2 separate regions of the Mus musculus genome follow, and region 1 is linked to region 2. A link is a contact called in public HiChIP or PLAC-seq data. All regions are on one chromosome and are shown on one strand. Each heading gives the region's core, a stretch centred on a gene start, on an enhancer-like site or on the middle of the called end of the contact. The rest is flanking DNA. Distances are from core to core; before and after follow the strand shown.

The links. HiChIP or PLAC-seq counts read pairs in DNA pulled down with a chosen protein or histone mark.
Region 1: a contact with region 2 is called in an H3K27ac HiChIP or PLAC-seq map of the HPC-7 cell line, with 6 times the contacts expected there. The contact joins two enhancer-like sites. A contact is called at or near these places in 1 of 39 promoter capture datasets (erythroid cells), 2 of 15 datasets of contacts at CTCF or cohesin (CD8 T cells and the NIH/3T3 cell line), 4 of 484 Hi-C or Micro-C datasets (all in liver), 9 of 115 datasets of contacts at active chromatin or transcription factors (CD8 T cells, the HPC-7 cell line, bone marrow-derived macrophages and 5 more) and 5 of 9 other capture datasets (adipose tissue, embryonic stem cells, liver and 2 more).

Annotation. Positions count from the first base shown.
Region 1 is chr17:71,213,724-71,217,484 of GRCm38.p6, forward strand. It overlaps Lpin2 (lipin 2), which reads left to right. Exons shown (of 20, transcript NM_001357791.1): 2 at 1,241-1,441. The coding sequence starts at 1,250. Among named protein-coding and RNA genes, the nearest start is that of Lpin2, 32 kb to the left of the region's middle. Within about 2 kb of position 1,343, at least 76 of the 459 cell types and tissues checked have an H3K27ac peak or open chromatin away from gene starts, as enhancers often do. A contact at or near this core is called in CD8 T cells, the HPC-7 cell line, adipose tissue and 4 more, where this site is marked.
Region 2 is chr17:71,101,725-71,105,837 of GRCm38.p6, forward strand. Myom1 (myomesin 1) reads left to right here. Exons shown (of 37, transcript NM_001083934.1): 25 at 3,739-3,875. Among named protein-coding and RNA genes, the nearest start is that of Lpin2, 80 kb to the right of the region's middle. Within about 2 kb of position 1,312, at least 103 of the 459 cell types and tissues checked have an H3K27ac peak or open chromatin away from gene starts, as enhancers often do. A contact at or near this core is called in CD8 T cells, the HPC-7 cell line, adipose tissue and 4 more, where this site is marked.

The DNA of each region.
Region 1 (3,761 bases), core at 93-2,592, 110 kb after region 2:
GTAGTAAATGTAGCTGCTTGTGTACATTGCACAAAGCAAGCTCTTTGGAATGTGCAGTTGGAAACCTTGGAATACCCAGGGGAATAATCAGGATTATATGCTTCAGGCTACTCAACAGCTAGACTGTGGTTACAGTCATCTCTGTATAGACTGTTGAGTGGAGTCTGTCTTGCCTTAGGCACTGACTGTCTCTGGCCAGTAGGCTGAGTTATGTGCTGATGGGACCTGGCAGGTCCACTTCATTTTTTTTAGGGGATCAGCACTTTGTCCCTGTTCCACCTAGGACTTACCTGACAACACAGAATGTCTCTCTAGAACTTTGCAAATATGGAATCTTGAGCTTAGGGCAACCAGAGCTGGTTTAGAGAGGCCACTCTGCGCAGTTAATAGTTTGGACTCATTACTCCTAGAGTCCAATAAAAATTGACTTCTGCATTAGCCTAAAGCTGGAGGTTTTTCTGATCCTACATCCAGGGGATGGACTCTCTGTGGATTTGGCTTTAACGTAACATAAAGGTGTCTGCTGAGTGATGGTGTGTTCACCCGCTGGAGGGAGAGCTGACAGCCTGAGGACTAATGGGTTTGTTTTGGTGTGGGTTGGGTTTTTCAGTGGATGAGTCAGGGTAAGGGGTGAAGCCAGATTTAGATGTACCCTCTCTCTTTTGAATTGCAGAGCTCTGGTGATCTTGATTTGAGTAGTGAGTTGAAGTTGAGAAACCAAAACCCCTTTTGTGCTCTGAACATTGTGGGACACAAACGTTATGTCCCATTATGCCATGTTGAGGTTCTGAAGTCATGGTACGTGTGTTAGTCTTGGCGCAGCTTACCACAGCTCGCTTGACGCAGCATGTACCTGATGTATCTGAACCAGAAGATCTCGGTTCTCAGTTGTATCCCTTGTCTCTCTGCAAAGATAAATCCCAAGCTTCCCCTGGAGGTGACAGTCCTCCTGTCCTTGCCTCCTGTGGTCAGAGTGGACATAGTACTGCAGGTCCTGAGCGGTTGGTGGAGGGAGATGAAGACAGTTGGCCCCACCCTGGGGTGTGGAAGGAAACAGAACTTCCACAGCCTCCAACCCCACTTAGAGGCACTGCCAGTCTGAGACATATGTGTGATGTAGCTGGGGCAGCAGGAGAGCAATGGGCTCTGGACAGCAGAGCAGAGTGTATGTTTAATCAAACTCTTTATGTCGTTGCTGTTAGTTGTCAAAGTTAGTGCTGACATCGTTTTCTTTTCTCAGTCTCAAACCATGAATTATGTGGGCCAGCTGGCTGGGCAGGTGCTCGTCACTGTGAAGGAACTCTACAAGGGCATTAACCAAGCCACGTTGTCTGGATGCATCGATGTGGTCGTGGTGAGGCAGCAGGATGGCTCCTACCAGTGCTCGCCTTTTCACGTACGCTTCGGGAAGCTGGGTGTCCTGAGGTCCAAGGAGAAAGTGGTGAGTGCACAGGTCACCATGGTGACCGGCCCCTTCCTCTTACTCTTTTTTTTTTTTTTAAACTTGCATGCTATTGAAGACCATGGTAAGAAACCAACTTTATAGGTACTGCTTTTGAATTGGCTTCTAAATTCAAAAGACTCTCTTATAGAAAGTTTCTCCAAATGAAAAAGAAACTGAAATCATGAAGAGACTCAGAACAAAACTGGAGATAATTACAAATGAGGAAGTTGGGCTTATTTTGAAAAAGAAATTTTGCTTTATTTAATATAGCACTTTAAAATAGTGTAGGGCCAGCAAGATGATTCAGTGGTAAAGGCTCTCTCCATCAGTCCTGAGACCCACAGGGTGCAACAAGAGAACACACTCAGAAGTCATCCAGTGACTTGACCCGTGTACCCTGTGGCTCATGTACATGCTTTAAATCCTCAGTTTAAAAAAAAAAAAAGGCTCTCTAAAAATAAAATAATGCAGTCTGGAGATACAGCTTAGTCAGCAAAACATTTGCATACCATGCACCAAGCCTGTGCAGGCACTGAGGAGGTAGAGACAGAAGGACAGGAGCATTCTCAGCTCAGCCACATAGCAGAGGTGCACGAGGCCAGCCTGAGACACAGGAGAGCCTGTTGATTGATTGATTGATACATACACACAAACATATATGATAATATTGTTGTACTGATTATGAGTAGGTAGACTAAGCTCATGTAATCAAGTGTAGATTATATTTATTTAAAAGAAATAAACACCCCAATTGAATGTTTGTATTTTTCCTCTTTTGCATTTAATGGGGGGCAGTGTTTGGATGTTTTTAAATTATCATTTCCCTCAAGTATTGGGCAATAAGAAGGTTTTTGAATTGTGTGTATGGTAGGTTTTAAAACAGAGTTAATGATAAAACTTTGTAGAGCATGTATTTGGCAACTTTTCACTTCCACATTGTCTTCCACATGGTGATAATAATGTCAGCAACTCTTACTAAGATTTCGGAGCACTTTGCCACTGGGTAGCACAGTGGAAGGGTGGGTGCCGAAGGACCAACATGCACAAGTTAAAGAGGTTTTTGCTGGTGTTTTTTTGGATATACATCTCCCTCTACTTAGGCTTTGGGTTTTTGAAACTGAAAGAAAGTGGGTTTCCAAAACTAGACTTTATTTTTCAAAGAGAAACCATCTCTTTGGGTGTTATAAAATCATTTCCCACTGGATTTTTCAGACTAGCCTTTGCTTGATCCCATTAGAAAGCAGAAGCAGCTACAGTGTTACTTCTTGGCCTGGCAGCTTCTACTCTAGGGCAGGGTTGTCTAGCCATAGTTAGTGCTTTCTGTGTTTGTTTCCTTTGTGGTTTTTGTAGTGACACTATTAGTACTTTCATATTAGAGCTGTTTCTCCATAGATGTTCAAGGATCTGTTTGTAAAATTTCTTTTGGGGGTCTTCTCAGAAGTTTCTCCCACCATACCATACCCGCCCCCCACCGTTCTCTGGAACCAGGTTTCTAATTGATAGGTTGACTCAGGCTTTTGGCCTTTGAGTGGAGCTGCAGCAGATGTGTGCAGGCATTTGTCCTCTGTGTAAGTGAGAAGCTGAGCAGATGTGTGTATTCTCTGTGCACTTTGTAATTAGAGATGTAATTTCTTTACCAGGTTACACGGGTGGTTTTATTAACCATTAACTGTTAAATACCTTGTCAGACATCCCACCCCTACCCCAAGTACTTTTAGGATCATAATACACAGGGCCCAAGAAAAGAAAAAATTTCTTCTTTCCTGTTCCCTTCCTTCATATCCCAGAATCTAGGAGATCTATTTGAGAAGAAATCTGTCCATTTGATTTACCAAAACACAGCTTTCTTATGAAAGTAAAACTTGAGCTTTATCTGTCATAGGCGCACTGGTGACTTACATTGACCTCTTGTCGCAGGCCTTTCTGCATTAGGGTAAGCTGTTCACTGATTTTTAAATTAACTACATTTTCACGTGTGGCAGCACCTGAAATCATAACTACTTTAAAACAGCTGTTTAGAGGCAGTCATTTCCTATGACGTGTCCATGTTTGACAGAAGACCAGTCCTCTTGTGACATCTAGTAACTCAGAGTACACGTTTTGTTAATGTTTCACAAAATCAGTATCATGATTATTTATTGAAGTAAATGCCCAATGTATTGGAACTGTCCCCAGCATGGGTGACAAAAGCCTACCCTCCTACTGTTATAAGCAGAAAAGTTAGGCCAAAGTCCAGGGGCATCTACTTTAGTCAGTGCTGGTGTAGGGAGGGGTTAAAGGCACTGGCAGGATTCTGATTCCCCACCTTAGAGTTCTG
Region 2 (4,113 bases), core at 62-2,561:
TAGAAATGACACCTTTCTTTGCCATTTTCCCCGAGAAGTGCCAAGATACTACCATAGGAAAAGTACCCCATGGGCTGTGTGCTTCTCTGGCATGAAGAGATCCCTGGATTTGATCCCCGGCATTGCATAAAGTCAGAAATGATGGCATACCCCTGCTGTCCCAGCACCTGATATCCCGAGTTCAAGCTCGCTCTGGGCGATACAGCAAAATAGGAAGTTAGAGGCCAGCCTGGGCTACCAGGGACCCTGTCTAAAAAAGAGAGAAACAAACAAGAAAACGAGAAGGGGACCAGGAGGAAAGAGAAAGGGAAGGGGATGGAAAGAAAACCCACACCATGCTTCATTCTGCATGGCAGTGTGAGGGGCCAGAGATGTATCATGAGTAGATCTGTTGTTCAGTTCTTAACACGTGTGTTTTGGGATCACACTCATATGTTCTAAACACACTCATTTATACGTTTCAGACAAATCTGTAATGTTGGCACATAGCAGGAGACTCAAAGCTCTAAACAAAGCCAATCTGAACACAATGTTTTGTACTCTTGGGAAACCGGATAAAGGGCCCCATTCTGAAGTAGAGCCCCTCTGAACTGTTTCCATGCCCTTAGACAAAGCACCTTCCATATAAAAGATTAAACCCTACAGCTGACACCTAACGGAAGGAACGCTTGAAATTACACCTCGGAGGTTCCGCTGGCCTGAAAGGATCCCTTACTCACTGGCCAGTCAAGCACACTGTCATGTTTGAGAAAGCAGATTAAAGAGTGGTGAATGCTCTCCCTCTTTTAAATGGAGAATCTAAAAGATTCCTCAATGCTTGCTTATATTTCTTATGACTATGGAGTTTCAGGAGGTCCCAGCCCATGCAACTAACTTCCTCTGTGTGCTTAGTCACCATAAAGCTGGAAAGTACTATTGTGGAGGATAGAGTTAATTCTGAAAGCCATGTGGAAGGTGGAGGCCTCCCTGGACATTCTTGGCTCCCTGACACGGCGTGAACCATTTCCGTTTCCCTGGGCTTCGGTTTCTTTTTCTAGGACTGGCAGTCGTGACAGTTCTTAGGCCCCAGTCAGAAGCTGTGTCTAAGGTGCATGTTTACATCCTCTGCTCAAGCCGGATCGAAGTGGAAAGAAGCACTAATCTAGTTAGGAAACACTGCTCATGTATCCAGGCAACAGCCTCCCCAACAACGTTTATATTTAGGTTAAAAGACGGTGTCACTGTTAGGTTCCCATTGCCTGGGCCTCCCCGGGTTGAGGAGCACGTGGACGTGGAGACAGTATAATTAAGGGCTTCGTAGCCAACTCATATGGTCGGCATCTACGCAGATGCTTTATCCTGCTTGTGCCTAAGGGTTTAATCATCGGTGCTTGGAGAGGGCGAGAGCAAACTCAAGGCTTCCTTACTGCAGACCAGATGTGACATCATGGCCAGCACACAGGGAGAGCCCAGGGACAGGTTTTAAACTCTGAGTGTGAATATCATACCCCAACCCAGAGAAGCTTTTCTGAGACCCTTGAAAGAGCATTGTAGAAAGGACAGTTCCAGTATTTTCTTTCACCAACTGCAATGATGAGGTTGTGAAAGGAAACCTTCAGAGAGCTGCCAGTGGGTCAGAGCAGCATATCTCTTTTCTCAGTTCACACCCACTTCCTCCTGGTCAAAGAAGACATCAAGTCATTTTCTTGAGATTTATAAGGTTCTACATGTCTCATTTCTCACTGATTGTAAAATTTAAAAATCCCATTCCTTTATCCTTTGAGATAGTAAAACTCTCCTCTCTAAAGCCATTTTCAAAAATATTTTGAAAACCAGTAAGCATATGCCTTCAGTCTATAAATAATATGTTTTGCTAGAAAAAATAAACTGCCTGAGAAGGTGATTTGGATCTGGAAACAGGAAAAGATTAAAAAAAAAAGTAGAGATGTAAAACCTAAAAATAATATAGCCTGCCCTGCATTATTAGTGCTGAGTTGCAGTGTGGCAAGTCACCTAGCTTGTCTGAGCATAGAAGATGCAACAGCGTCAACATCCTGCATCAAGGTTCTTCATTTATAGATATTTGCTATTGTCCTACATACACAGGTAATGTATTGTATGCACACACATAAGTGTATATCCATAACTATAAACACACTGCTAGGTGCTCCTAGTTTTTAACACATTATATTTAACAATTATAGAATATTGTTGAAGCAACTGGAGGAAAAAGCAGATACCAAAATAAGAAGAGCATATATTATATGCCAGGCCCTTCCTGGGGCATTCAGTTGGAATCCACTGATGCAGAAAGTACTATGGTGGTTGGATTTTAGAGGTTAAGAACACATGAGACCAGCAGATCCAATAGTGAAACCAGTTACATGTAGCTTGTTGAGTCTGTCTCTCGAATGCACATGTCATGTTTGCTTGTTCCCTCAGTGGCAATTCATGGCGATCTGTGTTCCTCTAGACAATGTTCTTGTGACTTGGGGCCAGACAGAGAACATCAAAGGCTCCCAGGAAAGCCAGTCCCTTACTTGGCATTGCTACTCCGAGTCACAGTACCACACATTAGGTCCTCCGTGATGGGTTCCCCAGACTTTTCTGGAACATTCTCAAGATTTATTTGTAGCAAGGGTTAACCTCTAGTCTTGGGAACTTTTATCTCCGCCACTCAGACTTTTATTCACACTGGAAAACCATGGCCTTCTGCATAGAAATGTTTTTTTTTGTTTTTTGTTTTTTGTTTTTTTGTTTTTTTGAGACAGGATTTCTCTGTATGGCCCTGGCTGTCCTGGAGCTCACTTTGTAGACCAGGCTGGCCTCGAACTCAGAAATCCGCCTGCCTCCGCCTCCCGAGTGCTGGGATTAAAGGCGTGCACCACCACGCCCGGCCCTAGAAATGGAACTGGAACAAAAACCAGCACAGAATAGCAGGGATTATCACAGGGATAATCTCTGTGTCTCTGGGGTCACCACTCTTTCTTAGCATTCACCTTTCTCATCAGTTAACGTGGTGGGGGACAGAGAACTTACCTCCATTTACTGATTACTAAGGTATTGTTACTTCCATCTACTGATAATTAATGTATCATGTTGTCCCATAATTAACTGTCTGATTGCCAAGCAAGGCACATGGTGTCCATGTTGACAGGTGTGGAGCACCCTTGACCCCTTGGCCAATGTCAAGATCATGTTTCAGCCTCAAAGTCTATCTTCTCTTCCCCCAGATGCTTCCCCTCAGTACAGAATACCCAAGAGTCCCTTCAGTTTTGAAGCAGAATAAATCTGTAACTGATTTTATGGAGTGGAGGGGGAAAACCCAAAGAAAGGAATCCCTGACATCTGCCTGTTTTTTTTACTAGCAGATTTGGGGCTATACACTGGCATTCCAGGTTATCTCTCATTTTACCTTGTGACTGCCCTTGAATAACCTTGACCAAAGCTGCGGTAGAGAGTCCCAGAGGTTAACTTTATGTACCCTATAGATAACGTCATCCCCATTGTTTGGACAACTGAGACAACCGTGCTTCAAAAGGGGTGAGGTCCCGTGTATGTGACTCAAGGTCTGAGGTCCCCCTGTAATGATGTCTGTCAGTCTGAGGCCCCCCCATAATGTGCCCACCATCCCTGGATCATGTAGACGAAGGGTCTACAATTGCTATCGGTACTGACCATCTTTTCCACTTGTTAGAACGTCTGTATCAATATTGTTGTTCCCCAGTGACTTACTATGTCTATTTTTATTCTTCCTAGCTGTCCCAACTAAGTCTGAGTTGGCAGTTGAAATTTTGGAGAAAGGTCAGGTCCGGTTTTGGATGCAGGCTGAGAAGCTGTCTAGCAATGCCAAAGTCAGCTACATATTTAACGAGAAGGAAATTTTCGAGGGGCCGGTAGGCTTTACACTTGTTGTTGTTGTTGTTGTTGCTTTCAGTTAAAAATATTTATTTTTGATATTTTATTTTTATTTAATTTTAAATAATTTCATATATGTGATATATATCAATATATCTACATCTATACCTATATGTCCAGATCTCTATCTATCTATCTATCTATCTATCTATCTATCTATCTATCTATCTAAAATGTGGCTTGTACGTATGTATGTGGAAAACCAGCTGGGATTGG